Linked DNA regions of Mus musculus: regions 2, 3 and 4 are each linked to region 1. The links are chromatin contacts, called in public promoter capture Hi-C maps. All regions are on one chromosome and are shown on one strand. Each heading gives the region's core, a stretch centred on a gene start, on an enhancer-like site or on the middle of the called end of the contact. The rest is flanking DNA. Distances are from core to core; before and after follow the strand shown.

The links. Promoter capture Hi-C pulls out the DNA fragments that hold promoters and counts their contacts.
Region 2: a contact with region 1 is called in a promoter capture Hi-C map of hippocampal neurons, with 9 times the contacts expected there. The contact joins the promoter of 4930562F17Rik here to the promoter of 4930562F07Rik in region 1. A contact is called at or near these places in 15 of 39 promoter capture datasets (the 3T3-L1 cell line, 3T3-L1-derived adipocytes, the C10 cell line and 10 more), 1 of 15 datasets of contacts at CTCF or cohesin (the NIH/3T3 cell line), 2 of 484 Hi-C or Micro-C datasets (the N1E-115 cell line and embryonic fibroblasts) and 1 of 9 other capture datasets (embryonic stem cells).
Region 3: a contact with region 1 is called in a promoter capture Hi-C map of 3T3-L1-derived adipocytes, with 5 times the contacts expected there. The contact joins the enhancer-like site here to the promoter of 4930562F07Rik in region 1. A contact is called at or near these places in 9 of 39 promoter capture datasets (the 3T3-L1 cell line, 3T3-L1-derived adipocytes, embryonic stem cells and 5 more) and 1 of 484 Hi-C or Micro-C datasets (macrophages).
Region 4: a contact with region 1 is called in a promoter capture Hi-C map of hippocampal neurons, with 12 times the contacts expected there. The contact joins the enhancer-like site here to the promoter of 4930562F07Rik in region 1. A contact is called at or near these places in 21 of 39 promoter capture datasets (the 3T3-L1 cell line, 3T3-L1-derived adipocytes, the C10 cell line and 12 more), 13 of 484 Hi-C or Micro-C datasets (the C2C12 cell line, CD8 T cells, LSK cells and 6 more), 4 of 115 datasets of contacts at active chromatin or transcription factors (acute myeloid leukemia, cardiomyocytes, oligodendrocyte precursor cells and 1 more) and 1 of 9 other capture datasets (embryonic stem cells).

Annotation. Positions count from the first base shown.
Region 1 is chr1:160,076,265-160,079,671 of GRCm38.p6, reverse strand. 4930562F07Rik (RIKEN cDNA 4930562F07 gene) reads left to right here and starts at 1,687. Exons shown (of 3, transcript NR_038031.1): 1 at 1,687-1,743; 2 at 2,182-2,289. It overlaps 4930523C07Rik (RIKEN cDNA 4930523C07 gene), which reads right to left. Exons shown (of 3, transcript NM_001162896.1): 3 at 1,085-3,407.
Region 2 is chr1:159,132,446-159,135,852 of GRCm38.p6, reverse strand. 4930562F17Rik (a long non-coding RNA gene) reads right to left here and starts at 1,572. Exons shown (of 4, transcript XR_865669.1): 1 at 1,356-1,572; 2 at 349-526.
Region 3 is chr1:159,185,381-159,188,787 of GRCm38.p6, reverse strand. It overlaps 4930562F17Rik (a long non-coding RNA gene), which reads right to left. Exons shown (of 4, transcript XR_865669.1): 4 at 1-114. Among named protein-coding and RNA genes, the nearest start is that of Cop1, 45 kb to the left of the region's middle. Within about 2 kb of position 1,762, at least 39 of the 459 cell types and tissues checked have an H3K27ac peak or open chromatin away from gene starts, as enhancers often do. A contact at or near this core is called in 3T3-L1-derived adipocytes, where this site is marked.
Region 4 is chr1:159,412,153-159,415,559 of GRCm38.p6, reverse strand. No RefSeq gene overlaps it. Among named protein-coding and RNA genes, the nearest start is that of Mir1843b, 73 kb to the right of the region's middle. Within about 2 kb of position 1,914, at least 41 of the 459 cell types and tissues checked have an H3K27ac peak or open chromatin away from gene starts, as enhancers often do. A contact at or near this core is called in cortical neurons, hippocampal neurons, oligodendrocyte precursor cells and 2 more, where this site is marked.

The DNA.
Region 1 (3,407 bases), core at 438-2,937:
AGGGCAAGCAGGCAGCAGAGTACTCCAGTCAGTTGAGAATGCTAATGGATGGTTGCATTGCGCAACTCTGTCCTAACGCTCCGAGTGTGGGTGAGCCTGAGCAGGCAGAGCTGATGGAGCTGGAAGGGTGGTGAGCCAATGAGATGCCTGGGAGTTGCACTATCGCCTCTGGGCGGCCCCTCCTCTGCATCAGAAACTTTCGCAATATTCTAGAGACTTGAATAGCAGGTTGAATGAAAATACTCTGTCCCCTGGTTGTCATAGCTTTGTAGTGATAGGAGAAAAGCTGAAGGATCAGCCGAAACTGCGAAACAGCCTGCCTTGGGCAAGACAGGAAGTGTGCAGCTGCGCCGTGGGTCTTCCTTCTCAAGCTTCCGTTAAACAGCGCAGCTGTTCACTAACACTGAATTACTCTTTCCACAAGATGCTAGCCTCTGCCATTCAGGGTGGTGTTCCTAGCCATAGGGTGGCTATTGAGTGCTTGAAATATGGCTGGCATAATTGAGCTCTGGACTTTTAATCTAATTTAATTTTAATGAACAGAGCCACATGTGGCTAATAGTACCAGATTGGGCAGTGCCAGTCGGGAACATTTCACCATCTTGTTTCTGTTGGCCCGCACTCTAGGTAAGCATTGTTGGGAAAGGAATCAAGAGCATCCAAGTCATTTCATTTTCTAACTAGGGCAAAGTTGTGGTTGACTTAGAAAAAGGATAAATGTGCTTATATAAATACATGCACATAGACACAGGTATCTGTGTCCCTTGGTCCTTTGTTTCTTAGCACCAGATTAACCCAAAGGTTATTTCTTCCTTTTCCTATGAAAGACATGGACTTCAGTGGAGAAATGTTTTCTAAGTGTCGCCAGGGAACATCAGTATGTTTTCTGCAGCCGTTGTTGCTCAGTTCAGCTTCCAAAGTCGCCTGCTTTGCGTAGAAGGGAGAGATGCCACATTTCTGGTCCTCAGACCTGAGATTCTAGGAGGCCAGGGACCAGGCAGGAAGAGCCTCTGCTTCTGTCAATTCTGTGTGAGAATAATATCTCAGCGGTAAGCCAGTGACTCAATCCAACGTGCGAGGAGGATTTCATTTTCAAAACATTTATTTAAATAAACTTTTATATGTATTTGAATTTTACAGAAAACAAAACACTGACAAATACTGTACAGCTTCGATCATTCATATGAGCGATTCATTTCTTGAAAAAGTGACTGGCTTTTCTTTACATCTTCCTGTTCTTTTTCCTCTTCCCAAGAAATCAAAAAAAGTCTATTGGACACTGGATAAAGACCCCTCTGACTGTTTCTGAGTGTGACTAAGGCAGGCCAGAAGTCCAGTGTGGGTGGGGACAACCCCAATGCCCAAGTCCATGCCAGTTGAGAAGGTCTCTTCTTTATGCATCTTCTTTTCAAATTTTCGAAAAAGATTTATTTTATGTGTATGAGTGGTTTGCCTGCATGTATACATGTGTACCACATGCATGTCTGGTACTTGGGTCTTCTACAGAAGCAACAAGTGCTCTTAACTGCTGAGCCATTCCTCCAGCCCCCTGGGGCCTCTTAGGTTCTTCATGAACTTACTGTCCCCAGATGGATCAGGTAGGCACAAGTCCCAAGCACCTTACCCTAGGACTGTATCCGTGGCAACTCTGGAATAGACCAAGGGAAACAGTGTCTGTAGAGTCATAAAGGAATGAATTGGCATGATGCAAGGAGAAGCAGTAATATGAGAAGAATTGTCAGGGTGAGGCAGGGCGACAGGGCACCAAGCAATACTTTGGGCTTCTGCTCTCTGGTGTCTATGGGAGGGCCTATCACTTCATGGGCCCTGTATCATCCTAAGTGCTCTATCAAGGCTGTCGGAGAGTCTGCGACAGGAAGAGGTGATCCAGTCACGGTTGGGATTCCAGGATATAGAAGCAACTGGGAACTGCCTTTCTGGATGGTTTATGTCAGGAACTGGCTCAAGTCTATTTGGTTAGAAAGCAGTAGGTACACTTGTGTCCAGAGTCAGGGGCTTTGTTATGGCAATCAGGGACAACTGACTGCTGTCTTAATTCAAACTGGCAGCCAGTTGTCACGGAAACCGTGTAATTTGTATGGTCCCTGATTCCGGCGATCCATCCTTGCAGACTGTTATCTGACATCCCATTTCTGCTGTGTCTTCACCTCTACCCCCAAGTCTTCTGTCTTAGGGCAACTGAGAGAAGTGGGAAGAGCATCTGGTGGGTACCAATTGGCAGAGAAGGGGAGAAGACTGGTCATTCTGTGACATGCGGAGGACAGCCAGGTAATCCACAACCAGCTCCCTATGTGACAAGGGGGCAGAGAATCAGGAAGTGTTGCTTTGGTCAAAGAGGCCTGAGGGTGGAAGGCTTGAGTGCCTAGTGGCATTGAGGTGATGTAGGATGAGCGGGTGAAATGTGACTGTCTGCTAGAAGGCCCAGGTAGCCACCATTAGGTAGCTACCCTCCAAGGGCCTGGAGCACATCGGGAGTAGACATGAGTACCAGGTGGCCCAGCTGAGCAAGTAGAGTACAACTTTACATTCATACAGTCTCATCAATTTTGGGAATTTTTTTCTTGCTGCTGTAATGTCATAATTTGGCTATGTCATTAATTAGACAGTGATTTTTCTACTGTCTATAATGGTCTCCATGGGGACAATATTTATAGAGCTCCCCAGTAGATGTGCAAATGAGCCGTTGGAGTATAATCGCTTCCAAGCTGGGAATTCTCTGCCTTTGTAACATGGCCACAATACAATCAAAATGCCAAGCAATTTGTTTTCTTTGACTGGGGAGGAAAGGCTCTCTTCCACTCAGAAAGTGGCATGGCTTCAGGTACCACAGGGCACATATGTCAATCAACCCTGGTCTCAATGCCTTGCCTCACCTTCTGTAGCAGTTAATGGCGTGTCTTAAAAGAGTAGGTCACTCAGGTTGAATTGTGAGGTATTACAAGTTATCCTTAGCATCATTGCATATCCATCCACAGTTATGAGTACCTACTGTGTACAAGACATTTGCCTGAGCATCAACATAAATAGCAACAGATACCTTTATAGTTTTATCTTTCATTTAAACTATGGCTTCTACCTCCCACTGGCAATACATTATGCACTGCTACCAACACAGGATTGCTTCTGGTATGTGTTGTGTTGTGTATGCGTGTGCATGTGCAAGTGTATGTGTGCATGTGTGATGGTTATGAGACTGGACTTGGGATGATCTTACTTGGTTTCTTTCTGGAAGCCCTTGGTCACACGGATTATAGCTAGCTCATGCGAGGCATCTCTCCTTACGCTTTCTATCTCTATATTACATCTCGTGGGTACACACCTGCAATCCAGTGAAGTGAATATGTGGGTTTCCATAGCTTTCTCATAGTCACTGCCAAGAGCTGTTC
Region 2 (3,407 bases), core at 323-2,822, 940 kb after region 1:
GTTCTTAGGTCTTAGATATGTGTGTGACTGGCAAAACACTGTAGAATATCTTGCTTGTATTTGTTTTACTAAATAGCAGATGTTTTCATTTGATCCCAAATCTGCCATTGTTTTCTTATTTTAAGTAAAAATGGTTCAGGAAGGTAATTAGACTGAATTAACTCATGAGTTAATAGTAGCACAAAGCTTTGAACTCGGGCTTTATATGTTGGAGCCCAGCGGGCCATTTTGCTACCAAGGGAGATCAGTGAAATAGGTTCCATCTGGAAGGATATGGGCATTGAGTCTAGTTTGAGATGGAGCTGTCAGCGCACAATGCAGACATCGGCCACCAGAGGGTGCTCTTACCTCAAGAGAAGTTTGATAATCCTTTTTTCCGCAGGAGAAGATGTAGCTGATGGATTTCTTTCCTGCCTCTCCTTCGAGGCAGCTGTGTCAAGAGCTGGGCTGTCTTAGACCAAAGTCTGCAAAGCGCGATGACGACATAGCTGCTTCAGGCTCTAAGAACTGCGTCAGAGAAGCATATCTGAAATAATCACAGATTATACTGGATGGCGAGAGAAAGAAACAAGTCCAAACAGCTCAGAAAACAGGTCTTTCGGTATCTGGAAGCGGAAGAAGGGTTTCCTGTGATTCTAATGAAAGCTGCCTTTTGATTCTGAGCTGATTTGTCAGCGCTGCTCTGAATGAAATTATATATATAATTTTGCCTTAATAGATTATAGATTTTTCTTTGTTATTTTTTGAATAATTTGTTTTTTGCCGAACATGTGCATTTAGTGTTACTCTCCCATTTATTTTGTGCCTTGTTTCCTGGTTTTCTTCTATTACTAGAGTTATTCCAGCAAAGGACAGGAACTCATTCATCTTGTGATTAAGCATCTCATGGCGGCCAGTATTTAGAGACAATACCAATTCATAAGAGAATTTTATAAAAGTTTTCTAAAATGAAGAGTTTCTGGGGGCAGGGAGCTGGAGGCGTATAGACAAGTGATCACCAGCATATTAGTGACATTAAAATTTACAATACTTGCACAGATCTTCTAGGGATGCTGTAAATCCAAGGAAAGCTCGAGTCAGAGCCCTGCATTTGCAGCATGCAGATGCCTGTGTTCCTAGGAGCACACCTTCACTAAAGCAAAATTTTAGGCCTTAAGCCAAGGGGCTAGACTTCTTTTAAAAAGCAAGTTTATTAATTGTTTGAGAATGTTATAAATTATATTGTGATCATATTTGCCCTTTCCCAATTTCTGACATATTCCCCCTTACCCACATCCACTCAATTTTGAATTCTCTCTCTCTCCCCTCCCCTTCCCCCTCTCCTCCCTCTCCTTCTTGCTCTCACTCCTTCTCACCTGTTCTCTCTCTTCACCCTGCTATTGGTCCTCCTCCTCTCTCCTCCTCCTTTTTCGTATGAAGTTTGCGTTGCCCAAGTACTCTGGGGAGTGGGCCCTGCCCTGGAATCAACCTACAAGGATCACATCTTTAAGAAAAGCCGATTCTTTCTTCCTTTAGCAGTTAGAAAATACCAACGGCTTTTCAGATCCCAGTGGGATTGTCTATCTATCACTCTTGCTCCATGGTGGGGTTTTTCCTCTATCTTTAGTTTACACACATCTTGTGCATGATGTCATAATTGCTGTGGATTCATATATGCAACTGCCCCATGTATCTAGAAAACATAGTTTTTGTGAAGTCATACTTCACCTCTGGCTCTTACAGTCTTTCTGCCCTCTTGTCTGTGAAGTCCCTGGAGTCTTGAAGGGAATGGATGGGATATGTACATTCCATTCAGGACTGAGTACTCCATAATCTCTTATTCTCTGCATATGGACCAGTTGAGGATCTCTGTGTTAGCTGTCATCTACTAGAAGCAGCAGCTTATGGGTTGAAAGATGCACTGTATTGCAGCAACAGCATTAAGCACTACCAGTCACTTTAACGCTATGTCCATTTATCAGAATAATAGCATTAGGTTATCCTTTGTGTGTGTATATAACTTCATGTTCTTGGCTCTGTTAACAATGCATCTGTTTCTATCTCAGACAGTAGGCCATAGATCACATGTGAGAGTGGTTGGTTACTCACATAATGTTTGCGCCACTATTGCAGTAGTGGGCATGTCCTGTTAGGCCCATCATGTTGTAGTTTGCCAACTTTACAGTTGGGTTAGAATGGTGATTATTATTTTTCCCATCTAATAGTATGAATGTCATCTTCCAGCACTATGGAAGCTAGCTTTTAGGGGTGAAGCTTCTAAGTGAATACTAGCTTGATTGTCTGTGAGTCCAGTGTGTGGTGTCTTCAGAAATAGGGTCTTACCCTGAAGTTCTGTAGGAAATGAAATGTATTGGCAACAGCCTATAATGGTTTGAGGATTAAGGAATCCCATTGACCATCAATATGCAAAGAGTCAACCCATTCCTTAATACTGAGGTTTTTATTTAAGAATATGTTCTGTCTGGTTGGGGATTGTGGAGCATCCAAGATCCTGGATGATAAAGAAGTTGTATGGAGACCAGAACTTTCTACCTGGAGTTTTGCAGAGATATTTTCTCACAAACAATCTTGCATTTGGCCTCCACCTTATAGTTAACCCTGGAAAACCCCTTTCAGGATCATTTGTTGTTCTTCAGGAAATGTGATTTATCCCAGAAATTTTGAAAAAAAAAATCCCCCTTGCTCCTGGTTTTGTTTGTTTATTTGTTTGTTTTTCTCCTATCTTTACAGCCACTTTCCAGATACCACAGAAAACAGAAACATCTAGGGCCTAAATAACTGAGATGCCTCTCTACTTACCTCTGGTGCTCCAGGCATAGCCTTCCTTTTGGAGTGTCCTCTTTCCAGCCAGTGTTTATTGTCTTCATGCTATAGCAGGACTCAGTCTGGACAGATGAACCTTAACAAAAAGAACTCCAGATTGCACTTAGGATAAAAACCTGTTGTTAATGTGAAGGTAGAGGTCTGTGACAATCTTCCAGGTGGACAGTAGTTCTAGGTCTTATTCCTGTTTTGTAAAAGTCAGGAGACATTGCCTAATTTCTTCACTGGATCTAGCAACTTTTCCTTATAACAGATACTTTTCACTGGGGCTTGGCCCACAGTATCAAGGACATAGAATCAAAATAGCACCAGTAGCTGGGGACCAACATATTCCCATGGCAGACATTACATGTTCAAACCACAACATAGAGTCACTCTTCTAAGCTTACAGTCTAGAGGTTGGACAGACATGACATGTTCAAACCATGGCACATAGTCACTCTTCTAAGCTCACAGTCTAGAGGTTGGGCAGACATTACGTGTTCAAACCATGACACATAGTCACTCTTCTAAGCTCACAGTCTAGAGGTTGAGATGACAAGTCAACTGTTCGAGTGCAGAGATAGAAATGAGAGTCATGGGAT
Region 3 (3,407 bases), core at 513-3,012, 890 kb after region 1:
TGAATGAAATCCTGGAGACTCAGATGGTGGAAGGACAGAAGCAACTCTGGCAAACTCGTTCTAGGACCTGTATAGATATGCCACGACTCAAGTGCACACGTCTGTACACACATTCTATAAATAAATGAGAAAAATGTTATGTGCAAATAATAGTCATATTTCCTTATTTCCAATTTGTCTTTTTTTTCTTCTTTCCAATTTGTATGCCTTTAATTTTTTTTGTCACTTTTCACTGGACAAAAAATGTCACTCTGAGAGTATGATATGAAAACCTTCTTATGGCTAATCCTATACCTTTTCAGTTTTCTATTTCCACTATTTTTTTCTTTTTGTTTTTGTTTTATAACTTGAGCATACTTAGGCAGCTAAGAATGTCTGGATGCACTTCATCTCTAAATCCACTGTCTGCTTTCTAGTTGGGTAAATTAGAATGAGGAGGGGAAAGTAGAATTTATGGGACCCAAGTAAGTTTCTTGATACAAAGACAAGAGAATGTGATTTAATTCCTACAGAGGGACTCAAGAATAGATGATATGGAGTGCAGAATTCCACTAACTAAAACTGTTTTGATCTGAGGCTAAAGTGGAAGCACAAGGACCCAAGACATAGGTAGAAGAGAAACAACCAAGTAGAAGAATCAATGGATACTGTTAGTTATGATTCTGGCTTCAGCTGATATAGTTGGAAAACAGTAACTTGTTTGATCGATTATTGTGGTCCCTGCCTCAGAGTTGGGGACATATCATGAGGGGAATTCAAGGGCTTTTCCTCCCCTTTTGGGAAAAGGGAGCTTTCTATGATGTTTTAATCAGACTATGGAATTGTGATTAATAGTCTAAAAATGTTTTCTAAATTACTTTGACTGACAATGAAACTAAATTATCCCTTCCAACTTGCAATATGTTCTCATTTGTAGTTTACAATGTTAAGTATTTGACTTTCTCTTATGGTTTCCATTTGGTTATGGTGTTTTACTGCTGAGTTGATTATGGGTGATAACAGACACGGCTAGATGTTGTCATACAAACACCCTGAAAGCATCCTGGTGCTGGAGGGTTGGCTTGTTGTTAAGAGCACTGGCTGTTCCTCTGGAGGACTTGGCTTTGTTTCCTAGCACCCACATGGCAGCTCACAACAATTACATGTAATTCCAGATCTAAGAGATCTGACACTCTCTTATGGTTTTTTAGCCACACATAAAAATTCTGAAGTTTGTAGAGTAATTAATACAAAGTCATGTATTAGATTTGTATTTAAACTTACTTCATTTAGTGTCCAATGTTCAGAGATCATGATGAAGCTTAAAAAAAATTCAATACAGCGAAACAATAAAAACGTTGTATAGAAGCACAGATTAATTAATATAAAGGTAAGACAATGTTCTAAATAAATCCAAGTCAAGTAGAGCTGTGTTGTTGTGTAAACTTGTGGGAAGGGCTAGTAGTTGTCACTGGGGTAGGGTTCTAAACACCATTATTCAGTTAGGTGCATAGCTATGTGTTTAAGCCAACAGAAATATTAGTTCTTGGGCTGTAGGAATCAGAAACAGTAGCATGACCAGTGAGTATTGGCAATAAGGGTGGTAAAAGGCTGCTATGAGTTGTTGATGGAAATCTGGAGCAAAGAGCATTCATGATTTCAACTCTTCCTGTTGCTCAATTACTTAAGGAAAAAAAAAAACAACTTCCAGTTGTGGAGGAGACCACAGTATTATCACAACATAGACACGTTCTAGTTTGGAGAACACTTGCAGAAAGTTTTGAAACTCTATAAGACGGTCTGTCCCTTTCTTGTGTAATACCCTTGAGGCCTCTTAGGTCCCTGTGGTTCCCCTTTTGGCCCCAGGTCAAAACAGTTTTAGAATTACTGGGATCCTCCACTCCAGTCCTGACCTCTTATGAGTCCAGCTACAGGGCTTAAATCTGTTGTCTTTGTATGAAGAAATTGACTTGGGCCCCGTGGATTCTATTTTTGTCCACTCAGTTGTAGTTTTACTCAACTAGCTTGCTTTTGTTTTTAATCCCCTGAGCCTTTCTATTTTTTCCCCTGGACCACACCCCTAGCTTTTCATTGATTTAAGCCCATGTACAAAGCCATTTATAGTATGCTTTTCTCACTAGTAGAGTGAATTATATCCTCCCATTTTTCAACAGTTTGGTGGAAAAATCCCCTCTCGGCTCTCATCCAGCTTCTTTGTTACTGCTGCTGTATATTTGGGACTCAAGCATCTTTCTTTTTGTTTGTTTGTTTGTTTGTTTGCTTTTCCTTCAGGGAAGAAATTGGGAGATACATGCTGATGCTCTGCTTTCTAATAAATTGAGAATGCACGCAGTGACATTTTTGAAGATGTTTGCCCAGCTTTATTTATAAGCTAAGCATGTCCTTCAAGGCTAGGATTTCAGTCTGTTTTCTTCCCTTCCCGTCAAGAATGACTGACAGTTTGTTGTGAAATGTAATACACATGCCTGGCTTATTAATCCTTCACAAGGCCCCACTGATTCTTTACCCACTGGACCACTAATGAAGTGATGAACATGTTTAGTTTTTTGAGGTACCTAAAGATGACCTTTTAAGTTATGCTCTCATTTTCCTTTCTAGAGGTAGGGGCTGTGAATGTCATTCTTTAGACTCTAGACTTCATACTTGTTCTTCATTTATCTCTATAATAAATATAAGAACTGTCTTAACTATCCCCTGGTCTAAACTGCAGGGCCATTCAGGTCTAAACTACCAATTGTGTTTAATGTGTGATTCCCTTATCTCTTAATTTTCATGGACTTTGTATCTGATTGCACAGGCAGTGGAAATTTTGGCCACTGTGGAACCTTTCCACAGGTTTCTTCTCTAAACTCAGCTGTAGAAAAAGAGTGAAAACAGGTTAGAGAAATGGCTCAGAGGTAAAGACCACTGACTGCTCTTCTAGAGGTTCTGAGTTCAATTCCCAGGAAGGACATGGTGGCTCTCAACCATCTATAATGAGAGCTGGTGCCCTCTTCTGGACTGCAGGTATATACACAGGCAGGAAGCTGTATACATAATAAATAAATAAATATTAAAAAGGAGAGAGAGAAAAAAGTGAAAACAATTGTCTGAGACCTTTGTCTTCTCTGCTTACAGTCTCTGCATTCTGAGGTGAGATGGTAAGGATAACTGGAACTACTTTAAAAGCCCTAGAAATAAGGCCTGAGATATCTATCTATCTATCTATCTATCTATCTATCTATCTATCTATCTATCTACCTATCTATCTATCTCAGGTATCTGAATCAGGGGTCTCTGGAAGAATAGTAATTATTCTCAATCACTGAACCTTCTTTCCCAGGCTCCAGATATAACTTTCTACAGCACTTATTTTTATTTTATTTTATTTTTTGTAGAACATGATTTTAATATTTGCAACTGCTAAT
Region 4 (3,407 bases), core at 665-3,164, 660 kb after region 1:
AGCACAATGCACTATTTCAAGACCTTACAGACTGCCCTGAAGAGTCTCGGTTCCCTCTCACTCCAGGCCAACAGCCACTCCCTTCTGACTATGAGAACATCCAGCTTCACTGCCTCCTTTCCAAATAGGTCTGCCACTTGACAGGATCCTCCAGCCCCTCTGTCACTGCAGGGTTTACACAGATGGTGGAGTGTAGACATGTGGTAGAGTGTAGACAAGAGTTAGGAAGAATCCCTATGGGAGACCGAGGAAGATGCTTTGCCTTGGGGCGAGGGTAGGGAGTGAACTGTCTTGGGAAGCCTTCCTGGCCTTTGCCTACTTGGCAATGGAGTGTGTGTGTGTATGTGTGCGTGTGTATGTGTGTGTGTGTGTGTGTGTGTGTGTGTGTGTGTGTGTCTCACCCTTAGCATGAGACCTGAGGATGAGTTCTGAAAAATTGTTGTCCTAGGATGCCCCATGTCACTAGAGGATGGACAAGGGTAATTTGGAAGCCAGAATACATGTCACCAAAATATTGACAAGGCCAAAGCCAAGCTCTTTGCTTTTTTAAGATTTTATTCATTCATTCATTTTTAAATTTTTATGTGGATGAATGTTTGCTTTTATGTATACATGTGTATCATATATGTGCCTGCTGCCTGTTGACATGCTAAGAGGGCACCGAATCCCCTAGAACTGGGGTTATAGATGGTTATCAGTCACCGTGTGGATGCTGACAGCCTAAGAACTGAACCTATGTCCTGTGAAAGAGTAGCTAGTGTACTCAACTGCTGCGACATCTCTTCAGCCCCAACAGGACCAGTGCAAATTATAGAAAACCTTCCCATCCAAGCTTGGGGCACGGACTCTTATCTAAGCTTTTCAAGAGGCTGAGGCAGGAGGATCACAAGCCCAAGGCCTACCTGGGTAACTTAGTGGGCTACATTTTTAAAATAAAAAGGAAACTAACAAGAGTTAGGGATATGGCTCTGTGGTGTAACATTTATCCAGCACCTTAAAAGTTCTAATAGGAACAAAGAAGAGAGAAAGGGAAAAAAAAAAGTTTCACCCTCCAAGCAGGTACAGTTAAGGGAAGTCAGGCAGCAGGGAGTCCAGCCTTCCATGACTTTGAGAGCAGACAGCATCTATATCTTGGAGTAGTAGTGATACTTGAGTAAGGGAGTGTCATTTGAAGAGAATTGTCCTTTGATTTTATGATATGAGTGTGAACCTTCACTAGTCAACACTGAGTTGTACCTCCTTATTCTGCCTATGACTTGGAGATCTGGGTGTTTAAAGACCCCTTGAGACCTTTGGTAATTAGAGGCAATCTTCAGTCTGGTTGCCCTGCAAAAATGAAACCCAACTGCTGCTCTTGAAGAGATGCCAGAGCAGGTGAGAGAATGGCTGTGGCCTCCCCTCACAGACCTCAAGTACAACTAACTCCTCAGCCCAGGCTCCAGCAGTGCCCCTCCCCATGCCCAGGGCCCAGGCCCACTGTGGAAATATGATGTGCACAGGAGCAGAGAGGAGGAAAGGGGGAGATGGTTAAGACAGCAAATAAAGACAAATGGAGAGGAACAAACCCTGAGAATGCCTGGCTTCAGTTCCCTCCCCTCCCCACTTCCCCTAGAATATCAAATTATGACCTAAAATCGCTGGATACATATTTTATTATGTGTATAATTTAAAGGATTAGAGTGAGACAAAGAATTCATAAGCTGTAGTCACATTAGAAGATAAATTGTTTCCATTAATCTCGGAAGAAGGGAGGGAAGGAGAAAAATGCACAAGAGCCATAGAAAGGCCAGCAAGGAGACCCCGCTTGGGAAGGGGCACCTGGACAAGGATGCTTTCTTCTCTCCCTGCCTCAAGCAGTGCCCCACCCCTACACCAGCCTGCTTGCTCCAGAAGGCTGATCTGCAATGCAGATTCATCTCAGCTGCTTTTTGCTTCTGTTGCCAACCAAAGATGGTTTAAATAACATGTATTGTTCTGTGTGATTCCTTATGCAAATGTTTCTGGCCCGGTTGTTATTCCTGAATAATTTCCAAAGCCGGCTGTCTGGGCGGAAGAAATGGCTCACTCTCCCAGCTGTGTCAGGAGTCACCTGCCAGAGTCAAAGAACAAGAGAAGAGAGTTTTAATGGCCCCAGGCCCATGGTGGAAGACCCAGATGGCAAGCCCCACCCCTCTAACTGACGAGGTTCTAGGCTGGAGAATGCCATGTTGGGAACGAAATACAAGCAGCTAACCCAACAATGGAATTTTTACAGTAGACAGAAAGGATGCCCCAAACTGGAAGTACCACTATGCCTGCTTCACCATGGACAGCATGGGGCCATCTATCAAGGTAGATGGTGGGACTAAGCTTTGCCCTACTGTGCATGAGTGGACAAAGGACTCAAACCTCAGACTGGATGGCTGGGCTATGTAGGCATTCACTAGCTCCTGTTCCTCAGTAGAAGTTTCCTTGTTACTTCCACTCTCTCCAAGGTTTCATACGTCCTAAGATTTTCTCAAATTTGCTTGGTAGGTAGCCAAGGCTAGCCCTGAGTTCCTGATCTTCCTGCCTATACCACGTGAGTGCTGGGGTGACAGTCATGGATTGCCATTCGGGTTTATGTGGTGCTGGAGATTAGACCAAGAGCTTTGTGCATGGTGCTAAATAATGGAGAGCCGAGATGTAGAAGCTGCAACAGACCTGGGTCTGGATGTGCCTTCTGTAAGTTGCAGGGAAGCTCTTAACTCTGGGCCTCGTTGTCATCACCTGAGAAGTGAGACAAAGCAGGCACAAGATTATGTCAGGTAATATAAACAGCACTTACAACACAGAACCTAAAGAGTGAGCCCTACTCCAAAAATGTAGGTGTGTTTAATATGTATTCTAACATTCTTATTTTTAGGTTTATTTACTTACTTTATTTCTAAGTTTATTTACTTATTTATGTTGCATAATAGTCTATGTGTCTACGTGTATGATCTCAGCACTCAGGAAGTAGAGGCGGGAAGATCGGGAATTCAAGGCTTGTTTGGCTACCCAAGTGAGTTTGAGACAGTCTTGGGATACATGAGACCTGAGATAGGTGAGCTAGGGATATATGAATTCATAGTAGCATGGTCTGCTTCAGAGTTCTGAGGAAATTCTAGAAGAAATTCCGTGAGCTAGTTAGTAGAAGTGAGAAGGCTGTAAATACTGAGGAAGCTTATGTTTCTGGTGCCCCAGCCTGCACTCTATGGGACTGGCCTTGAGAGGAAAGCCTGCTTCATACCCTCAGTCTAAGCCCATTCCAGCAAGGAGCAGGAGCCAGCCTGCCTGTATGGCCTAGACATCTGTCTGCTCAAGCTTGACTCTGAAATCAAGCTGGGGAACATGTCACATGCTCTGGGGTGTCCAGGACGGCATCGGCAAGAGGCCACAATAGCAAA